Linked DNA regions of Sus scrofa: region 2 is linked to region 1. The links are chromatin contacts, called in public Hi-C maps. All regions are on one chromosome and are shown on one strand. Each heading gives the region's core, a stretch centred on a gene start, on an enhancer-like site or on the middle of the called end of the contact. The rest is flanking DNA. Distances are from core to core; before and after follow the strand shown.

Region 1 (2,629 bases), core at 35-2,534:
TAATATTTCTATTTGGGTCATCTTTCAAAGAGCTTTAAAAGGTTTATGAACATAACCTGATCTTCATGTCTCCTGCCTCCAGTAGCCTTGCACACACAAGGCCATTCTAATTCCTCCCAGAGCAGAAGGTAGAGCAGGGTCAGATTGCATCTCAAACTCACCTCTTATCCCAAAGACCATGGGTTCTGAGGCTGAGGAACCACATTTCAGTTTGGGAGTAAGAACACTCTTTATCATTGTATCAGTTAGTTTCAAGGTTATACCAAGGCATTAGTTTATCCTTAAATCTTCTTTTAAGGTATCCTTCTGGAATTCAACCCTGAGAGAGTATGGAAGACAATATTTTTTAAGCAAGTAAAAATGAAAGAGAACTCTTTTTAGTCAACTGAAGAATTGACCAACAATAGCATATTGTAACTGTCATTAGGTTTCCAGTTCTCTTTGTTCCTAATTTCTTATTTTTCCCATTTGTATCTTGGACAAGTATACACAGTTAGACGATCTCTACCAGCAAGCAAAGCAAACTCCCAGAATCCCAGGTTAAGCACTAATTTTTCTCCGGAGGCAGCTCTTCTGGGATGAGATATCATGTAACTAGTGAGGAAAGTAAAAACTACTTTCCCTCATTTATAAAGCAAGCGTAAAAAGTTTAGCCAGCCACAGACCCATGGAAAATGCAGCATCTTTTGACCCTAAAAAATTATGCCTTTAATCCTTATTTTATTATTCTATTTGTATCTTGTCCTTATACAGAATGTAAATGAACACTGTAAAATTACAAAGTTCCCCTTCACACTTTCCTTAAGCCTTTTTTTTTTCTGTTTTTCACCATTTTCATTACAATGGATAGAAAAATCCCAAATTTTCCTCCTAACTAGACAGTAATCTGAATTATAGGCCCACTATTGCCAGATCAGTTACATCACCTTCATGAGCGAAAGAAAGGAGATTAGATTTATGACATGTTACTAGTTAATCATTTAGCAATTACAATGTCACCATGGACGGGAAGATAACTGTTACAACAGACAAATTCGTATATGCATGATACTACTTTGAAGCTGTTTTATAGTTATGGACATTCAATTACTGTTTCTCTTCGCTCATGCTAGAGAGCATTCATGTGTTTTTGAATGAGAGACACAAATTTTATTCTTCCAGCTGCTTGCTGTTTGGATCTGGAGAGGATAAAGCGTCCTAAAGAAAATTAAGTGGGTGGTTGCTGTGACTGAATGATTCCCCTCTGTTAGCCTGTGGGCAAGAATGGAGTTGAATTTAACCTTTAGTTTCCGAGGTTAGTGATAGATTAGATAAATGGCAAGCAGCTACCCCTCCCATATCCTGTTCATGGAATGTAGGAAATGACTAAAATAGGGTCCACAGGAAATTTACTGCTCAAACATATCAAGGATTATGTTCCTTAGTGCTAAAAAAAAAAGAAGAAGAATAAGAATCCCAAAGTTTATTGTAAGAATTCTATTTTGAAAGATGGCTTACGTGATTCTGGAGTTTCGGAAAAACAATTTTATTTTCCAGTTTGTCATTGAGTAAACAGAATCATATTTATTCAATGGAAACCTGTTATTTGGTTTTCTCAGAGCAAATAGAGTTATTACAATACTGCTGACTCATTCTCCCGGCTGCTGGGTAATTTGCTACTTGGAATCAATAAAAATACACCTCTCCTAACACTGAATTCAAAGTTTACCAAAGATTGGCATTGTTTTAAGTTATAAACCGAGAATTCATAGATGTGATTTGTGCAGCTTTTCACATAACCAGCAAGTTGTAATCCATTAAACACAGACACTTGCTTTATTTAAAAAAAAAAAAATGGCAAAGAAAGAATAAAGGAGAATATAGTAAAATAATTTCCAAATGTACAAATCTATGAACTTGAAGTCCTTGCACAGTCATAAGTCCACAGGTCTTTCATGGTCATTTAGGTCTCATTAATTTCAGAGAAAGGACGCACATGTCTAGGCCACATAGAGCACTGAAGGAGGACCAGCTTCTTAATTTGTTATTCACAAGCTGCTCTACTGATCAGGGGATTTGACCTTGCCTTTGCCTTAAGAGCCACAAAACTGGCAGTGATCCTTCTCTTAGAACTTGTTTCCTTATACCAATCTATAAATAATCCTTCTACAGTAACAGAGGGTAATTTTAGTCCTGTCCCTATTTTTAAAAAGATGAGATACTGATTTTTATCATTTTTAGGATTCTCTATATCCCCCCCCACACACACACACCATGTTATCATCACTGCTCTTCTGTGTATTGGCCCCACCTCCTTCAATTATTTTTATTTTCAGCATAAGCCGTTGAACAGGGCATGAGGCAAGAGGTGATAGTGAACGTGACTGATAAATCATAGTAACTAAAAAGGTCAGGTTTTTTCTCGGTTGCATTTTATTTATTTTTAGAAATGGAGAAAGATGAATGGAAAAGTCCTTTCCGAAGGTTGGTGATAAAGTAAGGAGACTGGATTTTTATGGATAATTCCTCAATTTTATTACTCTGTAGTCCCGACACATAAATAGGGTGAGGAGATGCCATGGGATGTGTTTAAGCAAAAGCAGTCACATCAGAGTTACTCATGTCTGCAAATGAAAAGTTTTACTAGAAC
Region 2 (2,629 bases), core at 57-2,556, 240 kb after region 1:
GAGCTGGGCTGCAGTGGGAAGGCTGAATTTCTTTTCTTTTCTTTTCTTTCTTTCTTTCTTTCTTTCTTTTTTTTTTTTTTTCTTTGCTGTTTAGGGCTGCATCTGCAGCATATGGAATTTCCCAGGCTAGGAGTCGAATTGGAGCTACAGTTGCCAGCCTACGCCACAGCCACAGCAGGATCCAAGCTGCATATGTGACCTGCACCACAGCTTACAGCAAGGCTGGATCTTTAACCCACTGAGTGAGGCCAGGGATTGAACCTCTGTCGTCATAGATACTAGTCAGGTTCATTACCACTGAGCCACAATGAGAACTCCCAGAGGCTGAATTTCAAAATAAGTTGAAAGAGGATTAATGAGGAGATTGATTTCTAGAAACACACAGCCAAGAGCATCTGAAATGTAACTGCTAGGAGTCCTCAGGCAACGTGCCAGATTTCCTTTTCATTTTATACATTTATAAAATCGTTGCATTTTAATGGTCCAAGGCAAATGGAAGTCTCCACTCCTTATTTTCGACGCAGAATAGATGTCTGGAAAGGTCTAACAACTCGTCCAGTCTAGCACAATTAGTTAGAAAGATTCTTTTGAGTCATTCCATGAAGGTATCTCTTGATAAGATTTACTTTTTCAAGTTAAAAACTCAACTAGTCTAAGCACATTGGGCAACAATAACAAATTAGCAAACCACGACAGATTTTTTTTAAAATCGATCTTTCAAATTGTTAAAATCAAACATCATTTAAAAAAGAAAAAAGAACTTTTGGCTAACATGTGAACTCTTTGGAGTAAGGGCGTGTGATGAATCTACAGAGAAACAAGCAGAGCCGTGGAGCTTATCTTAGCAAGATTCAACTGTGGGCTTTAGAGCAATGAACATTATACACAGAAAGGACAAAAGAGACCATGGAGAATTCAGAGGAGCTGGGATATTATAAGTTCTTTAACAGAAGTGTGCCAAATGACATAGGATACATGGAGACCAATTTGGAGTGGAAACAAGAAAGGATCAAAGTGCCATGGAAAACAGGAGCAAACAAGGAGCGACTGAGGGATGAATCCAGGCAGCAGGACCCACTTCCCTGCCTGGGACTCTGCAGGACCAGCAGAATACGCTTCATTAATGGACGTGCCCAGCCAGGGTTCAAGAAATAAAACACTGCTTACAGCTTTGCCAAACTAGCTTAAAAAAAAAAAAATTAAAAACCACTCTGACAATACTCTTGGGAGTATGAGGCTCCAGGAGTCAAGAAAGCACGCTGAGGTTTCTGCTTCATACCTTTCTCCCTTAGCTGTGTTTCCTGTAAGACCTGGCACAGAGATACAGCAGAGAGATCACAGAGTAAACCAATATGCTTTACGCGATGTTCCTTACATGTTGCAAGTGTTTTTGTTTTTTTTTTTTTTAATACCGTTGGCAGCATTTTTTTATTATTATTTTAATCGTTTGCAATTTCGTGTTGGACTTTAACATAAGGCCGTTTTCCATGCTTGTTGCCAGCAGCAGAACTTGGTCAGCTGCCACGCCACACTCTCTCAACACTATCTGAAATGTGACCCAGTTTTAGTGAAGGAAGAGAGTTCCTGATCCCTAATTACTGCAGCTCGGGGGGAAGCTCTTTGCCAGACATGGGAAGTTTCTGACCCTCACAGAGCCTCACAATGTGTAGGTCAAGTGTCTGGTCCTTAGAGTGAGCAGCAGAGTGTTGGACACAGGGAAAGGTCTCTTGGAAGGTCAGGTTAAAAGAAAGCCAGCACTGCATCTGCTGATTAGTGCACCAAACTGGGACTCCACGCAGCCCAGACAAGGCTTCCTATGCCCCTGGGGGGTAATTAAGGAGTGGGGAAAGGTGGTGCCAACACAGTGGAATTGCACTGGGGTCCAGCAGCAACACTCATTTGCCTCGTTCATGTGAAGGAGTTAATCTCACTGAGTCTGAATGACGGCATCTCAATGTGAGAATAAACATTAACATGTTCATTAGTTAACATTAACAACATCTGATAGGAAAATGTCTGTGAAAAAGACCTTTCAAGCTGTACCACGTCTTATGGAGATTAGTTATTAATGTAACACATGCAAAATCATTTCCTTTATGAGTATATACACACACATGCACACACATATAAAATAAAGGGGATAATCTCAGTTAATCCATTATTTTTTTTTTCATCTTTTTAGGGCCATCCCTTTGGCATATGTTAGTTCCCAGGCTAGGGGTTGAATCAAAGCTACAGCTGCCGACCTACACCACAGCCCCAGCAACATGGGATCTGAGCACGTGTGCAACCTACATCACAGCTCACAGCAATGCCGGATCCTTAACTGACCAAGCAAGGCCAGGGATTGAACCCACATCCTCATGGATACTAGTTGGGTTCATTACTGCTGAGCTACCACAGGTATTCCTCAATATACTTTGATTTCCTTAACTTACATAAAACTGTTCTTGCATGAGTATAATATAGTCTCTTGGTTTGCTAAGGCATGAAATTAATTTGTCTTTGACACCAGGGATTGAGGCATGTTCTCACTGGGGCAAAAAGGGAAGCCCTCATGCCTCTCCTACCATATTTCATGGACTGGTAACTGAGCTGGAAACTAAAGGTAAGTGCAGGAGCCACTTGG

Evidence for each region. A called contact is a pair of places that touch in the nucleus more often than the background predicts.
Region 2: a Hi-C map of liver shows a contact between it and region 1, with 6 times the contacts expected there. The contact joins two enhancer-like sites. A contact is called at or near these places in 2 of 47 Hi-C or Micro-C datasets (epiblast stem cells and liver).

Annotation. Positions count from the first base shown.
Region 1 is chr8:120,039,402-120,042,030 of Sscrofa11.1, forward strand. No RefSeq gene overlaps it. Among named protein-coding and RNA genes, the nearest start is that of EMCN, 130 kb to the right of the region's middle. Within about 2 kb of position 1,285, at least 5 of the 83 cell types and tissues checked have an H3K27ac peak or open chromatin away from gene starts, as enhancers often do. A contact at or near this core is called in liver, where this site is marked.
Region 2 is chr8:120,278,330-120,280,958 of Sscrofa11.1, forward strand. No RefSeq gene overlaps it. Among named protein-coding and RNA genes, the nearest start is that of DDIT4L, 92 kb to the right of the region's middle. Within about 2 kb of position 1,307, at least 5 of the 83 cell types and tissues checked have an H3K27ac peak or open chromatin away from gene starts, as enhancers often do. A contact at or near this core is called in liver, where this site is marked.